Linked DNA regions of Mus musculus: regions 1, 2, 3, 4 and 6 are each linked to region 5. A link is a contact called in public HiChIP or PLAC-seq and promoter capture Hi-C data. All regions are on one chromosome and are shown on one strand. Each heading gives the region's core, a stretch centred on a gene start, on an enhancer-like site or on the middle of the called end of the contact. The rest is flanking DNA. Distances are from core to core; before and after follow the strand shown.

Evidence for each region. Promoter capture Hi-C pulls out the DNA fragments that hold promoters and counts their contacts. HiChIP or PLAC-seq counts read pairs in DNA pulled down with a chosen protein or histone mark. Capture Hi-C pulls out chosen DNA fragments and counts their contacts.
Region 1: a promoter capture Hi-C map of liver shows a contact between it and region 5, with 2.2 times the contacts expected there. The contact joins the promoter of C030006K11Rik here to the promoter of Zfp623 in region 5. A contact is called at or near these places in 2 of 39 promoter capture datasets (liver and pre-B cells), 1 of 115 datasets of contacts at active chromatin or transcription factors (memory CD8 T cells) and 2 of 9 other capture datasets (adipose tissue and liver).
Region 2: an H3K27ac HiChIP or PLAC-seq map of stem cell-derived neural progenitor cells shows a contact between it and region 5, with 3 times the contacts expected there. The contact joins the promoter of Vps28 here to the promoter of Zfp623 in region 5. A contact is called at or near these places in 1 of 39 promoter capture datasets (liver), 1 of 115 datasets of contacts at active chromatin or transcription factors (stem cell-derived neural progenitor cells) and 1 of 9 other capture datasets (liver).
Region 3: a contact with region 5 is called in an H3K27ac HiChIP or PLAC-seq map of microglia, with 4 times the contacts expected there. The contact joins the promoter of Slc52a2 here to the promoter of Zfp623 in region 5. A contact is called at or near these places in 2 of 115 datasets of contacts at active chromatin or transcription factors (bone marrow-derived macrophages and microglia).
Region 4: a promoter capture Hi-C map of liver shows a contact between it and region 5, with 4 times the contacts expected there. The contact joins the promoter of Ppp1r16a here to the promoter of Zfp623 in region 5. A contact is called at or near these places in 2 of 39 promoter capture datasets (both in liver) and 1 of 115 datasets of contacts at active chromatin or transcription factors (bone marrow-derived macrophages).
Region 6: a contact with region 5 is called in an HNF4G HiChIP or PLAC-seq map of pancreatic cancer cells. The contact joins the promoter of Cpsf1 here to the promoter of Zfp623 in region 5. A contact is called at or near these places in 2 of 39 promoter capture datasets (embryonic stem cells and liver) and 1 of 115 datasets of contacts at active chromatin or transcription factors (pancreatic cancer cells).

Annotation. Positions count from the first base shown.
Region 1 is chr15:76,722,479-76,725,342 of GRCm38.p6, forward strand. C030006K11Rik (RIKEN cDNA C030006K11 gene) reads right to left here and starts at 1,367. Exons shown (of 3, transcript NM_145472.2): 1 at 1,177-1,367; 2 at 693-741; 3 at 1-505. The coding sequence starts at 1,338. The coding sequence ends at 60. It overlaps Arhgap39 (Rho GTPase activating protein 39), which reads right to left. Exons shown (of 12, transcript NM_001168288.2): 11 at 2,845-2,864; 12 at 1,507-2,698. The coding sequence ends at 2,504.
Region 2 is chr15:76,624,690-76,627,513 of GRCm38.p6, forward strand. Vps28 (vacuolar protein sorting 28) reads right to left here and starts at 1,395. Exons shown (of 10, transcript NM_025842.4): 1 at 1,300-1,395; 2 at 445-516. The coding sequence starts at 481. Tonsl (tonsoku-like, DNA repair protein) reads right to left here. Exons shown (of 26, transcript NM_183091.3): 26 at 1,548-1,793. The coding sequence ends at 1,612.
Region 3 is chr15:76,537,529-76,540,233 of GRCm38.p6, forward strand. Slc52a2 (solute carrier protein 52, member 2) reads left to right here and starts at 1,302. Exons shown (of 5, transcript NM_029643.4): 1 at 1,302-1,667; 2 at 1,855-2,074; 3 at 2,166-2,705. The coding sequence starts at 1,945. Fbxl6 (F-box and leucine-rich repeat protein 6) reads right to left here and starts at 1,218. Exons shown (of 9, transcript NM_013909.2): 1 at 797-1,218; 2 at 389-547; 3 at 195-258. The coding sequence starts at 1,188.
Region 4 is chr15:76,670,033-76,672,975 of GRCm38.p6, forward strand. It overlaps Ppp1r16a (protein phosphatase 1, regulatory subunit 16A), which reads left to right and starts at 1,611. Exons shown (of 12, transcript NM_001358933.1): 1 at 1,611-1,730. It also overlaps a transcript of Foxh1 not described here.
Region 5 is chr15:75,939,690-75,942,389 of GRCm38.p6, forward strand. Zfp623 (zinc finger protein 623) reads left to right here and starts at 1,263. Exons shown (of 2, transcript NM_030199.3): 1 at 1,263-1,470.
Region 6 is chr15:76,606,188-76,609,091 of GRCm38.p6, forward strand. Cpsf1 (cleavage and polyadenylation specific factor 1) reads right to left here and starts at 1,404. Exons shown (of 37, transcript NM_053193.2): 1 at 1,148-1,404. The coding sequence starts at 1,291.

The DNA.
Region 1 (2,864 bases), core at 117-2,616, 780 kb after region 5:
CGAGTACTACAAAACCCAGAGTTTGCTCTAACCCTCCCCACACAGCCCCAGCTGGAGTCTCAGGGCGGCGGGGCAGCGGGCAGCAGCGGGGCCAGATCCATAGTTAGGGCGATGCGGCGACCTTGCCAGTGTACGTGAGAGGGGACCGTAGGGGAGCTAGGCCCATACTCGAAGCAAGCGCTGAGCTCGAAGGCCAGGGCCGAGCGCACTAGACCCACACCGCCTGCGCGCTCCGGGGCCGGGTGGTACAGGCGCCCATTGGCCGCCAGGGGTAGCAAGCGAGCCGGCTCGAAGGGTATCGCCAGCGCCTCGCCACCGCCACAGTAGGAGAGACGAGGTGACTCGCTGTCGGAAGCCAGGAGGTGCGTGAAGACCACTGGCCGGTCTTCACAGCGCAGGAAGTTACGCTCTCTGCCGCAAAGCGAGAGGAAGGGGAAGGAAGCCTCGTAGCGCCCGCTGTGGTTGGGTCTCAGACGGGAGAAGAAAGTGACCAGGAACTGCAGGTCTGTGGGAACAAAAGGCACGATCATGCTCGGTGACCCAGCTTCCCCGACACGCTCCTTTTCCTGGGAATACCAGCACTGGCACGAGACAGCGGCCCCCCCTCGTGGATGGTGCCTTCCCTCAGAGTCGGGGAGCCGAGGCCCTGAAGGGTAGAGAGAGACACGAGGGAGCAGTGCAGTAAGCAATACCTTTGAAGCAGGTGATAAAGTTCTTCATTTTGGAGTCATCTAGGAAAAGCTGCAGAAGGGACACAGTGGACAGTAAGTCCTGGCAAGAAAGCCGGTGGTGTTCGCTGTCCTTGCTTTTCTGTCTAATGTGTTCAGGGGGGCATGTGGAAGGGCCCTGCGGACTCTCCCCACATCTACAGACAGGTTTCCAGGGTTGCAGCCCTCACCCCTTTTTCTACAGCAGGTTTGACAGCCGCTTGTCCCTAGCAATCGCGAGCAAGCACTCGGCTCTGGGACTGCTGCTAGGACAGGCTAGTGTGCGCGGGATTACGATGCGGTGAAAGCGGAAGGCCCCGGAATTAACTCTTCCAGCCTGGGCTTTGAAAGGTTCAAAGCCACGCGTAGCACCTATCCCAGGTCTCGCCTCTAGAACTACTCCCCACCCGGTGCCGATGGATTCCGCAGTCCCCTCAGGTCTCCTCCCTCTGTCACACGCCAGGCACACCTGGCCTTGGTGATCCACATAGTAGAAATACTCGCGGGTTCTGGGCTCCGGGCTTTGACCCTGTGTGTAGGAGACACGCTCGACCCCACTGCAGGTCCGAGCTCTCTGCGACCTCGCCAAGACTAGAGCCAAGTTACGCACTGCCCCACTAGGCGGCCACATTCTTCCACACCGGAAGCGGATCACACAGTGTTGTGCCTGGGGCTTTGGGTTCCGCCGGCAACACGTGCTCGGAGGGGCGGAGCTGTCTATCCCGCCCCCGGAAGTAGCTGCCAGACGTGGACTCCCCCGCCCCCTTGTCAGAAGTAACCTGAAAGAAACACAATCAGCGAGTGTGCACTTGAACTTTATTCACACGGAGCACTGTCCCCTCGAGCCACACGTACGAGGGAGCGCCTGCGGCCGAGAGGCCCTGGAGAGAGAGGCCAGGACCTCCGCATGACGGGACTTTTGTTTTTAATAAATAAAAACTCTAAAAATATATATATATAAACAGGAGAAATGAAGTTTGACAACTGTTGGAACTCAGATTCCAGAATGGAAAACGCAAACGAGTCCAGGCAGGTCTCATCCACGCGCCGCCCGTGTGTGGAGTTTGGTCAGAGGCCGCGAGGTCAAAGGAGGGTGGTGCTAACTTGCTCAGCGCGAGGACCGCAATGGCAGTTCAAGAGCTAAATAGCATCTGGTTAAAACTATGTCCTTAGCAAACTTAGTTCTGTCGTTCTATTTATATCTTTATACACAAGTAGGCTGGGTATCGGATAGATTCTGTAGTCAAAAAACAAAAAACCTCTCGCCCTCCCTCACCCGCCCCAAGAAAGCCTGCCTAGCCCTGGCCCTAACCCAGAGGGCTTTGGTTTGGGGCCTCCCCTTGCACAAAGACCTATTAGGCATCGAGCCGACGGAGCCAAGTCCTAGTAGTGGCCAGCACAGCTCTCCAGAACGCCTCTAACTCTCCTTCTGGCCCCAGCCAGAGGCCCCTAGACTAGGGTGGGAGGGATCAGGGCGAGAGTGCCTTGGTGGAGGATTGCCCTGAAGAGGGGACAAGGTCCTGTTGCCCTGAGCAACGCGGTATGTGCTTCAGCCGACCAGGAGGGCAGTGTCGCTCGGCTCCGGGAAACAGAAGGCACTTCTCGGGGCTGGCTTGCGACTGGCAGGGCGAGCCGGTACCTGCAGGAACTGGCCGCGAGATATGGCGCGGCTGCTTGGCCCCGGGAGGGCCTAGGGCGGGGCCGGCGTCTGGCGGGGCCTGGCATGCTGCCTCGCGCTGGGGCCTTCCCTCCCACCTTCCCGGGTGTCACCCTAGCAGGCGTCCATAGCCCGCGTGCTATAGCACGCCCTCCATGAAGCTGGTATCTAAATGCTGAATGAGCACTCGAAGGAAGGACATCTCCTTTCGTGTATTCTCGAAGATGACGCGAGGATCATCCGACTGGCAGCGCAGGCAGTTGGGTGCCATCACCATAGCCAGGTTGCTGACGTCCATTTTGGTGATGGCTACGTTGGCTGGCTGCACGAACACCTGTGTGAGGGGGTCCGGGTGAAGGGAGAGGAGAGCAGAGTGGAGGGTAGGCGTAGCTATTAGGGGATGAGCTGAACAAAGTGGAAGGTTGGCTGGGAAGGATGGTAGGTGGGCGTGGTGCGGCACTGGATGCAGATCATGCATACCTGGAGGAAGCGAATGAGGT
Region 2 (2,824 bases), core at 145-2,644, 690 kb after region 5:
AGGTGTCTCCCATGCCATGTATCACAGAGCTCAAAGGGAAGCACAGAATAGGGGCTCCAGCCTCACCTCCTACCAATATGGCCTCTAAGAGGCTACATACAGATTGCTAGGTTTAGCTCTCTTCCCCCGCCAACATGACTGTAGTTTGTACACAGAACCACAACTTGGTACAAATAAAAGCCTGTCAGATGCTTCACACATGCAGTTGGAGACCCAGAGTTGCTCAGGATGCCAGAGGTTCTGACCACATTGGAGTATATTCTCGCTCCCCAGCAGGGTATTGCAGGGGCCCTCAGATTCCCACCAGAAATAATTCTGGCCCTAGTCATTACCCAGGGCCTAATGACTACGGGATGGACGTAGCAGTGTGGTCCTTTCCCAACAGCCCCTGCAACAGGGAAAGCCTTGGCTCCTCCCCTTCCTCCCAGTTTAGCCTACACTCACCTCCAACACCAGGAGTAGCTGGGATCCCGTGGAACATCCTGCAGGCCCAGGCAGCTATACAGCACAAGAGACCTGGAAAGCAGAGCCAACACTAACTCAAGGGTCCCCTTACACCTTAAGAACTGGGCTCTGGAGATCAGAGCGTTGTGAACAGCTTTCCTGCTCTCTACAGGAACGGCACAGGATGCTAAAGGACTGTCATGGGGGAATGTCATGTCAGGCTTTGAGGATGAACATCGAGTGCCATGGGAGTCCTGCCTGTTAGCTGGGTTAGGGTAGGGAAGAGTAGCTGTTAGAACTGGGGCAGCATCTTGGGCACAGGGGAAGGGCATTGTTGCAACATCTTTCAGTGGAAATGAACTGAGACTAGGTGTCCGGGGCTTTCTGTGTGTGAGGGAAAGTGTGGAGGTAGGTTTTACCCTAATCTGTGGGAGATACTGGAGAAATGAATAAGGGCAAGCTTATTGGTTGATGCGGCAAAGTGGCGGAGGCAAGGCCCAGGATAGGTCCTGTCTAATAAGGAAGCCAGCCCAGACACGCCTCAGGATTTGAAATGGGGTGAAAACAAATGTTCAAGGAAGATGGTCAAACTGAGATGGAGTGGCTTGAGGAGCAGCGAGAGCTACCGAGGTCGCAGGAGCTAGGAATAGCCGGCGGAGTCGCAGAAGAAAGGTGGGTACCCTCACAGACAGGGGAACCTGAACTGTGGACCAGCAATGCCACTTGACAGCGCCCATCACCTACTGAGACACTGGCCGCGCGGCAAGGGCCGCTGAGCCCCAGAGGAGACGGGACCGGGACACCTAGACCAAAGGGTTCCTATGAAGAGGGGACCCGGCCACCGCCGCTGTGTACCTGGGGCGTTTGGAGTCCCGGAGATGGCGACAGAAGCTCGGTGCTCGCTTTTTCCGCCTGCGCCTGCCGGGAAACCCGATCGGCAGCTCGGCACTCATCCTCTAACCTTGAGCCTACGCACATAGCAAGCCAAATCCATTGATCGGCACTCGGCTTTTTTTGCCTGAGCTTGCGCTCTGGAGTAGCTCCGCCTGTCAAGGCTTTTACAGCTCACATCGCCCACCCTTTTCGCAGAGAGCTGACACAAATGAGATAGCAGCATAGTTTATTAAGGTTTTTCTTTTTCTTCTGGAGGAAACGGCAGGACTAGGATCAGAGGCATTTAAAGAAGAGCTTGGAACTTTGGTCCATTGTGCACGCACCCTCTGGCAGTCTCTGACACACCGAGTCTCGGTCTTTGGTGCTCAGGTCTTTGGTGCACAGTTGCAACTCCTGCAACTGCACGAAGATCTTGTCCCAGAGGTCAGAGTTCAGCGGCCCTTGAATAGAGCAGCCTGTGGGGGTGAGGAGGAGGTAGGTTTAACTTACACACCCACAGGAGGCATAGTGCTTATGTTGTACCTCGGAGCCTACATTTTGGCTTGTCCCATCATAAAAAGGACTCAATATATCTGTATACTGTGGGCCCTCGGATCTCTGGAGGCTAGTGAATGCCAGGCCTTGATCAAGTCAGAGATCCCAGTAGGCTCAAGGTTGTCAGGGAACTGGATGAAGCGCACAGCTGCCAGAAATACCATTGTGTTGGGAAGAGGGGGTGAGATACAGGAAAAACCCAGGGACTCCCCTGTGCTCAGTTTTTATCCTCCAGGGGGAAAGGCTGCCACCCTCAAATCTCAGCTGGGCAAGGCAGTGGCAGGCCAGGCCATCAGGCACACTTATAAGGTGGAGAGTGCGTTGGTGTAACGGGACAAGCTAGCTTATTAGTAGATAAGGCAAGGAAGGAGGGAGGGGGGCAGGTTGAGAGAGCAAGCACCCCTTAAGCGGAACTTGGATCACTGACTGGTGGACAGGAATGAGGAAATAAGGTTTTCTGCAAGTAACAATGATTTGCTACCCTCCTGACCCAGAAAACCCCGCAAAAACAAAAGGTCCAAATCATGCCTGCCCTGGTGGCATCCGCCTTTAATCTCAGTCCTCTCCAGGTAGAGAGGAAACTTTACAGAGCTCCAGAACAGCCAGGACTACACAGAGACACCCTGTCTCAAAAAACAACAAACAATTTGCCACTCCAAAAGGAGGTTCAAATCTTCATGATCATTTTAAGAATACCCGAGGAGCTGCCTAGGCTGTGAGGGGGTGTGCATGTGTATCTGAAAAATGTCACTTTAAAGAAGCAATGTGCATTGTTTCAGAGGTCTGTCTATAAAGGTGGAGTTGGAAAATGTTTGCCAGGCCAGTCAGTCAGTGGCCCCCAAAGAAGTTTTGATATATGTTCTCTTACAAAGTTTGGATATATGTTCTCTCTGGTCACTGTTGAGTTTTTATGGTGAACTAACCCATGGGTTCCCCCTGTAAGTAAGTAAGA
Region 3 (2,705 bases), core at 52-2,551, 600 kb after region 5:
CCAGCTATGACTCCATTCTGTCCACGCCAGGCCTACATGGAAATTGCTGTCTCCTCCAGCAATTTCCTAAGATGTCAGCAAGACGAAACTGAGCAGGCAGGCAGACAACTCTGTGGTACACCACCAGGGCACCCTCCCCATAGTAGACCACTCAAACGTGACAGCTTGTGTGCAGGGCAGTCTCCAGCTCTTACCTCCAACACAGAGTGTACTTGAGACTTCCAGTGGATGAGGGTCAAGCTCTGGAGCTGAGAGAACCTGGGCGACAGCAAGGCCCGGCTGTAGTTGTGCTCTTGTCCTTACGCTGCCCCCTTCTGGACAGAATCCTCCCCTACTCAACGCGGATGCAGGGAAGACAACAGACAGTAAGATGACAAGGAGCCCTCACCGATTGGGTACGAGCCACTCCAGGCAAGCAAGGAGCTTCTTCTCTCCCTTAAGGTTGCCCTTGCCAGCCCGGCCAACCAGCGAGGGTGACAGGGTCACAGTATGCCAGAGTGAAGGATGGGAGGTGGCTTCGTGCCAGTGACGGCAAACGCGTGCAGCCCTAGGAGAAGAAAAAGTTTGCTGAGAGTGCGTGGCCTTTTGCGGGTAATGCCTACAATGGAGTGTTTTAGGAGCAGCGCAGCGGTCTTAAAGCCTGCCGTCGCCCGTTCTCAGTGCTAGGCTTTGAGCTCTAAGTGAAGACAGGTGCCGGAGCACTTGTGTTCGCCCGATGTGATGCCTGCTCTGCCCTCTGCTCTGCAGCACCCGCTCAGTGCGCCAGTCTCTACCGCGGCAGGCGCTGTTGGTGTACCTGCCAAGAAACGGCATGGGCCCATGAGCCGCAACCAACAACCCGAAAATATGCACCAGGACTTCTAAGGGAATACGGTCTCCCCAACCAGAGTCCAGGCCCTGATCGAGCGACGGCTCCGGTCGGGGTTTGGTCCTGGGCTTGGCGACAGCCGTGGGGCCACGAGCCAGTGACCTCGGAGCGCGGCGACGGGCGCGCCGGTGCGCACGAGCGCGGGGAGGCTCCAGGTCCGGCAGCACGAGCAACATGCTGTCCGCTTGCAGCAGGTGGTACCCAGAGCCGCGAGGTGCCAGGCGGTCCCACCACCAGTCCTCCGCCGAGCGGCCCCGCGCATCGGGCCGCTTGGAGCTTCGAACTCGACGTCTAACTCGCCTAGAGGCCACGGGAGCCATAGCCCCCGGGAGCTGAACTAAAAGCGGAAGGTGGGTGGGCAGAGAGGAAGGGGCGTGGCCCCTTAGCTCACTCCTTTACACTACACTTAGCTTCCGGGGGTGGGACTTCCGCCGCAGTCTAGCGCATTAGCCGGCGTCTTACTACAACCCTTTGGCTGGGGTTTGGCTGCCTTCCGGGCTAAGTGGCGTGCTCCCGGGGCTGGGCGGGCTGCTCCGGCCCCACGCCCCTGATGCACCGCACTCAGCCGAGGAGCCCAGAATCGAATCAAGTCAGCCAGCCACACCTCTTGCCGATCCACGCCGGCTGCCTGAAGTTAGCTGTCATCCAGTCTGGTTTAGCCGCGCCAAGACTTGGTCCTCCGCAAGCATCAAGGACTGGCTCTTTCGCTCATCTTCCTCCCCGGAACCATGCTTTAAGCCAGCTTCTCGCTCCCCCGCTTGCCAGTCTTGTACAGAAGGGTCCCGGTGCAGGCTCCATGGTAGGTGCAGCTCCTGATCTATCCGCCGCCTCCCTCCAGGTGCCTTGGTTTTGCAATCTGGCCACCTCAGACCCTGACTCTGCCCACTCGCATGTTTTTTTGTTTGTTTGTTTGTTTTGTTTTGGTTTGTTTTGGTTTGTTTTTTGTCTCCGTCCAGGTGAAAAAGCTTGACTCTTTTTTTCTCTAGAATAGTTAGAGAAGCTTTGGATCTACGTGGGAAAAGGGCGGACTGTTACCTTCGCTTTGTCCTGGAGGGCCCGCTTTGACCTTTGACCTAATGGCAGCACCTCCGCTGGGCCGACTGGTGCTGACCCATCTGCTGGTGGCCCTTTTCGGCATGGGCTCCTGGGCTGCTGTCAACGGGATCTGGGTAGAGCTGCCGGTAGTGGTGAAAGAGCTCCCGGAGGGTGAGTGAAGTGGGCGGAGGTAGGCTGCTGCTGTTGCTGCTCTTCGTTCCTTAGCCTGGTGCCTTTACACTATCTCCTCCTTCCACTGCAGGTTGGAGCCTCCCTTCCTACCTCTCTGTGCTTGTGGCGCTGGGAAACCTGGGTCTGCTGCTGGTGACTCTGTGGAGGCGTCTGGCTCGCGGCAAGGGCGAGCAAGTCCCCATCCGAGTGGTTCAGGGGCTAGGCATAGTGGGCACAGGCCTACTGGCCTCTCTGTGGAACCACGTGGCCCCAGTGGCAGGAAAGCCGTACTCAGTGGCCTTCCTAACGCTGGCGTTTGTGCTGGCATTGGCCTGCTGTGCTTCTAATGTCACTTTCCTGCCCTTCTTGAGCCACCTCCCACCCCCCTTTTTACGGTCTTTCTTCCTGGGTCAGGGCCTGAGTGCCCTCCTGCCCTGTGTGCTAGCCCTGGGTCAAGGGGTGGGCCGCCTTGAGTGCCTGCATGTGCCTGCCAACAGGACCACTGGGCCTCCGATCGAGGTGTCTCCCATTAATTTCCCTGAACGGTTTTCTGCCACCACGTTCTTCTGGGTGTTGACTGCCCTTCTGGGCACTTCAGCAGCTGCCTTCCAAGGCCTCCTGTTACTACTGC
Region 4 (2,943 bases), core at 361-2,860, 730 kb after region 5:
TGGTGGCCCCCGAAATCAATCTCCACTCCCAGGTTGCCTTTGGGTGTCTGGGCATACCCTAAAACCTAGAAGGAAAAGCCCTTGAAAGAGGTCTACCCCAGAATACCCTATCTGCCTGGGCTAGGTCCCTAGCTCCCATTAAACAGACGGGAAGTGACTTCTCCAGCAAAACTACCCTGAGAGAGATGGGGAATTCCCAGGGGTTAAGACAAAGCAGCCAAAAGAAGTCAAGCCTGCCGGGCAGTGGTGGCGCACGCCTTTAATCCCAGCACTAGGGAGGCAGAGGCAGGCGGATTTCTAAGTTTGAGGCCAGCCTGGTCTACAAAGTGAGTTCCAGGACAGCCAGGGCTATACAGAGAAGCCCTGTCTCAAAAAAACAAACAAAAAAAAAAAAAAAAAGAAAAAAGAAAAAACAATAACAAACAAAAAAGTCAAGCCTTAGGTGGGGAGTCTGCTCAGGACTTGATGGGGGTGGGGATACAGATTGACAGACCTTCTGGACCAAAAAGGGAATAGAGTCTGTCCTCAGGAACAAGAGGAGGATACAGAGACTTAAGTGATCTTCCCATGAGTATGTTGTAGGTGCCCATATAGGCATGGCCATCTAATTGGTGGCTCTATTCTTGGGCTCAGTCACCATCTATGTTCTAAGTTCTCCTGGCTACTACAATGGGCAGCTTTGCATTGAGGGTCTGATTAGAGCGCTGATGGCAGAGGTTGGTGTCAGAGCCAACAATCCAAGACCTTCATGAGCACTAAAAGCTTTTGAGAATTCACCTTTTCCTGTGAAGCCCCTCCCCATTGTACCATCAACAGGACAGAGACCCTGGCAGGTGCCAAGGAAGGTACAGTCATGAGTGGAGGAGGGAATGGGGACACACAAGGAGGATGAGCACAGTGGGACTTCACTTCCTCTGACAGTTCTGCCCCTGGCTGGGTTGTGATCTTATCTCAGATTCTTCTTTTAGCTCTCATCTGTCTCCCCTCCCCACCCCCAATCCTATCACCTCCTGCCCCTCTGCTTTTCGTCCTCAGAGCTCTAGCTGAGAGTTCCTGTGTCTCACCTGTCAAATATCCCTATGGCCTCAGACCTATTCACTAAAGAAGACATTCTCTCCTGCAAGTCTGAGGTCTCCCTTTCCACTGGTCCTTCCTTGGTTCCAGTTAAAGCCTGGCTCCTTGAACTGACATTCAAGGCTCCTCATCGGGACTGCTTCTCCCTGATCACAGTGTCCCAGGGTCCAACCATCACCCAAACTGCTGCCCATCCTCTTTCGAGCAACGAGGGACTCCTACCCTTTAATCAAAGGATAGGATAAATAAAGATCACCCTTCCGGGAACACCTGAACATTTGCCCTTCCCGCCCTACCCCGGACATCAGGGTGTTAGTACCACAGAATAGAGCACGGGAATTAAAAAAAAAAAAAAAATCTTCCACAGTATCAACCAATCAGCTACCGGAGCTGACCCCGCCCCTGTCAATCTACAGTGGATGACTCTGTCCCTGGAGGACGCTCCTTAGGCCCCGCCCTCGCAAAACGACTCAGCCCAGCCTTCCCGCCCAGCCTTCCCGCCCAGCACCGCGGCTTCCGCTCGGGACACCTCGGGCCGGAAGTGTCGCGTTGCCATGGCGAGGATGGGCGCGGGGCCCGCCCCCGTGGCGCCTGGAGCAGCGCCGGGCTCCAGGGTCGGCCGGGCCGGGTTCAGGGAGCGGCCAGGGAGGTTCCAGGTGAGAAGGCCGGCGATTGTGAGTGAGGGTCGGGTCTATCTGGGGACGCGGGGGAGGCCCAGCACGGCTGGGCGGGGCATAGCGGGTGAGCCAGCGCCGGTTCTTCTGCGGCCCGGTGCTGGCCCGGCAATGGAGCGGGTCGTGAGGGGCCTGCAGAAGGGGCGCCAGCGAGGCGGCCAGCGGAGGGTGGGTTTTTGTTGTTGTTAGTTTTTGTTTTTGTTTTTGTGAAACCTATCAGTGAAGGAAGTTCTTGCAACCTGTTGGTCGGGCAAATCCATCGACAGTCTTCATTCTGACCTTAGGACCGCGAAGGGACTTTCCTGTGCTTCATGTGGGCTTTGGTGTTCAGTCAAAGCACACTCTAGAGCCTCTTACGGCTTCAAGTGCCCCTTTTCTGGAGGCTGTGCCTCCTGGATTGTGGTTGGGAGAGGAATGTAAATGAGCTTGTGAAAACTGTTTGGGCTCCTTTGGGTTCCTGACGGAACCAGTGCTAGAGGCTAGAGACAAGGAGGATTAATTATTACGGGTGCAGAAGAGAAGTGTGTATTGGCTTGGGAGGTAGAGCAAAGTTAGCTGACTCCTGACTGCTCCACTTTTCTTCCATATCCTTACTTGGGTGGTGAAGGTAGAGGCGAGAGGGCAGACCTCAGTGAGCCCTCTTGGGTGTCTTTGCTCCCTAGGTCTTCCCTTATAGGATTGGGGTTTTCTTTGGAGGCTTTGTCTTGCTTTAAACACCCTGGCTCTTTAGAAGGCCACCTGATTCACTTCATGGAAACCAAAGCTGCCACTAGCTCAGCATGAGAGCCGGTTGGGTTGAGGGACTGGAGGCCTAATGAGACCTGCCCTAACCCGCTGGCTTCATGTTGTCATGGTGATGGGACTTTCAGGTCTCTCAAGGGCTGCTAGTCTGCCTCTGTTGCTAGTTTTTGCCCAAGGAGGTTTTTTTTGGGGGGGGGGGGCGGGAGGCGGGGAGGGTTTTCCTCTCCTAAGGCCTGGTTTGACTTCCTTCCCTGTTGGCTCAGGCCTTCCTATTCCCCGCCTCTTTTTTTTTTTTTTTAAGGAATAATTCTTTTAAGTATTATTTATTTATTTATCGTTTTGGGGTGGGTACATGCCATGATCCACGTGTAAGTGGTTAGAGGATATCTTTGTGGATCTCCTGGAACTGTCATTTTGTAGTTGTGAGCCACCCTGTGGTTACTGGGAACTAAAT
Region 5 (2,700 bases), core at 13-2,512:
TCACTGCAAAGAGAGGCCCATTGGACTTGCAAACTTTATATGCCCCAGTACAGGGGAATGCCAGGGCCAAAAAGGGGGAGTGGGTGGGTAGGGGAGTGGGGGGGGGTATGGGGACTTTTGGTATAGCATTGGAAATGTAAATGAGCTAAATACCTAATAAAAAATGGAAAAAAAAAGATTCTGGGATTCAGGTTAGCTGAGGCTGAAGAATCAGCTGTAATGAACAAGATACCAGGACTACTAAAGTGAAACCTTTGCTTTGCTGTGATACTCGATGCTGGTCAGCTACAGCTGAAGAATTAGTAGTGATTAAGAAGAAACTAGCATCATTGAGGTAAAAACTTTCTAAGTATTTCCTAAGAGCTACACAGAAGCTGTGTTCCAGAAGCAGCCAAGGTTGTCCCTCATGCTGGCAGCTGAACTTGGTAGCATAAGAGTCACCCAGGTGGTACTTACTGGTTTTGAAGACATGAACAGTTCATGGAGGGCAGCTGAGGCTTGGCACTGTGCAGTTTCAGTGGCAGATTTTTTAAAAACAGGATATAAAATATAGAGATAAACCCACACAATTTTTTTTTTTTTTTTGTTAAGACCTAGATGACTCTTAAGGTTGTACCTTCCACGAGGCTGAAGAGATTCCTTGGGGTTAAGATCAAGCAGTTGGTTGGTGCTCTTCCAAAGGATCCTGGTTTGATTTCCAGCACCCACATGGCAGCTAAGAACTGTGTCTATAATCCCATTTCCAGGAGAATATAATGCCCTCTTCTGGCCTCCAGGAGCACCAAGCACACATATGGTGAACAGACATACACACATGCAAAACACTAAAACACACAATAAAATAAAGTTCTGCCTCCATCAGTGAGTGAGCTTGGCATTCTAGGCTCACACCTGACTTTGCAAAGTTGTAAAATAAACTGCCTCGATTTCACTACTCTGAGTCTCCAGTGGTTTATTACAAAGATGTTGTGTCATAGGCACAGCGGCTCAAAGTTGTCTTTCCACCATAGGCATACACACATAAGATAATGATAAAGATGTTCTAAACGCTCAAAGCTAAAACCAAAAGCTACATACAGAACCATCACTAACAACCAACAAGAAATCTTTACTAAAAGCTCTCTAAAGAGCCTGCCTTTCCCAGCTCTTCCAGGGAAGTCTGACGACATCTACTGCCTAGCTTCGCCGCTAATCCCACACCCACGTGCGCAAACAGGGCTCTCAGCCACCGCGTCTGCGCACTGGGTCCTCCGGCTGACCGCAGGAATCTGGCCCGGAAGTCTGTGACAGGGAGACGGCCCCGGCCCCCATTCTTATCCTAGAGTGCCTACGGATGTCCTCCGGGCGGAGCCTCGGGCAGTTTCCGGCCGGGGCGTGCGGCAGCGGTGCGGGCTTTGTGGCCGCCCGGGGTTACCCGCCTGGATGCTGCTCGGCTTGGTTCCGCGCCGTCCTCTCGCCGCCGAGCTCCGGGTGAGTGAGGCGGAGCGGCTCGCGCGGGTGGGCGGGCTCGTGACCGGCGGGGCTCAGCGAGTTGGTTGGTGTCCCGGGCCGGCTGCACTTCGCTTTGGCCTCTGTCCGTAGCTCCTCGCTTGGTTCGGGCCGGAGCCTTGCGTCTCCTCGCCGAGCTGCGGGCGGTAGATGCATGGACCGATCGTCCGCAGACATCGAGGCCCTCGAGGGTTGCACACTCGGCCTCGGCGCCTGCAGGTCGGGCCCCCGGATGGCTGCTTGAAGGCTAAGCCGCTCAGGTGATGGAATGCAGGTGCGCGCCACGCTGCTCTTCGGCTTGGACCTTGCCCTCCTGCCTTCTGCCTTCCCTCAGTCCTTTCGGCCTCTGTCCGAGGGGATGCAGTGCAGGCACCCCAGTGCTTCAGGGGTTGAAGATAATATGTGTGTTGGACAGAATCAGCTCCGTATGTCATGAAGGAGGATTCTTAGGTGGGGTGAGGTGTCATACAAGCTGTTCTATTCCATGAAGTGTCTGAGTCAACGTCTATGACATCTCTGTGATAATGCCAGGGACATTTAGTCCTCTTTGCACCCGGCCCCACCGTGGTCCAGGAGTCCCCAGGGCTTGAGTGCTATGCTAGAGGTTTCCCGGGATATTAGCAGAAGAACAGTTCTAAACTCAAGTAGTTTTCCAGGTGGAGAGCTGATATTCACAATCGCCCTGTGCTCTTCTAGACATCGTTCCTTTGAGACCCATTACAATGAAAGAAACAAATGTCTTCTGATCACGAAGAAATCAGACTCCCCATGCCCCTCGCGCGCGCGCGCGCACACACACACACACACACACACACACACACACACAAACAAACATATACACATCAAGTTTTAAGGCAGAGAGCAGACCTTTGTTCCTGTCACGGATGTGGCATTGTATCTGTTTTAATACTTGGCATAATGATGGCATTCTTTTTTCATATGGGAGGTATAGAGAAACCTCACAAGCCAACACATGCAGCTATGGACACTCCTGGAGCCTTGGGGGTGGATTTCTGGTTCTGGAATGCGTTGGAGGATGATATAGAGAGAGGGTAGACCTGGGAAAGTACCCCCACTCCCCTACAAGACTTATGGTCTGATCTGGAAGTGGACGGGATGCCAGAGAAGCAGTGGGCTAGAACAAAGTGGTGTCTCTGAAGTAAATCACAGAGCCCTCTGACTGCTCTGTTGGCTTATGGAAAATGGCTGCTA
Region 6 (2,904 bases), core at 154-2,653, 670 kb after region 5:
AGTTGGGTAAGATTATTTCATTGCCAAAACTTCCTGCTTGGAGAGTGTGTTGTGGAGGCCCTGCCCTGTTACTTCTTACCCGTTCTTTCCCTTCCTTCCTCCTTCCCTTAGCCTCTACCACAAAAACTTAACTTTCCTTGAAACCCCTTTGCCTAACTCCCACATACTTCCCCCACACTTCCTTGTCTATTTAAAACACATCTTCTATGAAGGTGAGATTTCCCTGTCCAGTTCTGCCACCCCAGTAAACTGCATGTTGGCAGTAATGCACAGCCATCAAAAGCACTTGTTGCTCTTACAGAGGACCCACTTGATGGCACAACTATCCATAATGCTGACCTCCATGGACACCAAGAATGCATATGGTGTACATACATATATACAAGCAAACACAAATGAATATGAATAAGTCTAATTTTTTAAAAAAAGCATCTGCCTTCTTGGCTTTTTTGCTTTGTTTTTAGACAAGAGGTTCACTATGTAGCCCTAGATGGCTTGGAAATAGTTTAAACTGGAACACCCAGAAATCTGTCTGCTTCCACCTGGGATTAATGGATCGAACTGGGATTAAAGAGCCACGGAAATTGCCTTTTTTTTGGGGGGAGGGGGGGAGGGCTTCCTGAACCGCTTGCTGTCTCTCTAGCAACCAAAACACCCCCGTTATCAATGTACTGATGAATTCATTCCACATTACTACATCTACTGACAATAGTCTGTCCCCGAGAAACATCCAGCCTTGCTCCTTTAGGAAGAAACGTTCTTCCACAACAAATCTGCTCAATCTCAGAAAGAGCTCTGGTTGTTTTGTACAGAAACACCCAGTCTCCTTCATTGGGTCTTACTCCTAGAGAGACACTGTGGCCGTCTGTGTGTGGCAGTATTGACTTCCTAAAGAATCATCGCCCTCAAGGGTTCACTGGCTTGTCTTTGCTGCTAAGCTCGTGGAAGGTGTGCAACAATCTCCTGAAAATCGATCTCCAAAGAACAAGCAGTAGACCGCGGGCAGAGGTGTCCGGGCAGGGTAGGATGAGGCCAAACAACGAGGCAGCGATGAACTGGCTCTGGGGCCCAAAGACCCTTGGCAAACCTCAGCTCCTGCACTGGGGAACCTGCCGAATGACTGCGGCACTGCCTCGACACGGCCTACCTCGGCGTCGCGGTTCAGGCGGTACACATAGAGCTGCGAGGTGCCGGCCACCACGAGGTTGCGCTCACTGTTGTTGAAGAAGTTGCAGTACATGGTAAACTCCAGCCCGGTGGGCGGGTGCGCCTGCTTGTACACCGCGTACATGTCGCCGCCACTGTCACGCCGGAGCCGCCGACTCGGGGGACAGGGACGGCAGCGGACTCGGTCCGGCCGCGCGCGCCAACCCAGCCACCGGGTTCCGAAGTACTGCGCCTGCGCTTCCTGCCCGGACCGCCTTCTAAGAGGACCAGGTGGTTGAGAAGCAGGGTTCCGGGCCGCTTCGCATCTGCGCCTGCGCGCCGTGGCTGCGAGCGAAGAGCGGCCCCTAGTGGCCTAGCTTGATAAGAACTGACGAGCAAGCGTGGTGGCACATGCCTTTTATCCCAGCACTTGAGAGAGGCAGGCATATTTCTGAGTTCAAGGCCAGCCTGGTCTACAGAGTGAGTTCCAGGACAGCCAGGGCTACACAGAGAAACCCCGTCTCGAAAAAAAAAAACAAGAAAGAAAGAAAGAAAAAAAAAAAGGACTGATGAGCCTCGTCACAGAGCTGGAGGGTGCTGGACCTCTGCTTCCTTCTGTTCTGTACCCTTCAAGACTTGCCTCATTAGCTAAATCCCAGAAAATAAAACAAGGGTATATAGGCTTGGAAAAGGATACAGAAACATGCAATATCGCCACCCCACTCTGTAGATGAGGTGATGTGGTAGATCACCCCTGTATCACACTAAAGATCTCTTTTTAATTGACTCTAGCTGCATATGTATCAAAAGGTGGCCTAGTTGGCCATCACTGCAAAGAGAGGCCCATTGGACTTGCAAACTTTATATGCCCCAGTACAGGGGAACCCCAGGGCCAAAACGGGAGAGTGGGTGGGTAGTGGATTGGGGGGGTGGGTATGGCGGACTTTTGGGATAGCATTGAAAATGTAAACGAGGAAAATACCTAATAAAAATAAAATAAAATTTAAAAAAAAAGATCTCTTTTAAAAAGTATTTTGTTGGCTGGGCAGTGGTGGTGTAAGCCTTTAATCCCAACACTTGGGAGGCAGAGGCAGAGGCAGGCAGATTTCTGAGTTTGAGGCCAGCCTGGTCTACAAAGTGAGTTCCAGGACAGCCATGGTTATACAGAGAAAACTTTTCTTAAAAAAAAACAAAAACAAAAACAAAAAACAAAAACAAGCAAGCAAAAGAAATTATTTTTTTTTCTTTTTCTTGATTTTTGAGATGAGGTCTCAACTACATAGCCCTGGCTGTCCTGAAACTCTGTAGACCCAACTAGCCTCGAATTCAGAGTCTACCTCCCAAGCCCTGGGACGAAAGCTGCCCAGACATGCTGGCACATATATACATAATTTTTTAAATATTTATTTTATGTATATGATACACTATAGCTGTACAGATAGTTGTGAACCATCATGTGGTTGCTGGGAATTGAACCCAGAACCTCTGCTTACTCCAGCCCCAGAGATTTACTTATTATTATATGTAAGTACTCTGTAGCTGTCTTCAGACGCACCAGAAGATGGAGTCAGACCTCATTACGGATGGTTGTGAGCCACCACCTGGTCGCTGGGATTTGAATGCACGATCTTCAGAAGAGCAGCCAGTGCTCTTAACTGCTGAGTAATGTCTCACCAGTCCTACATAATTTTTAAAATAAAAATCTTTCTGGGCTACACAGAGAAATCCTGTCTCAAAAAAAAAAATCTTGAAAAACAA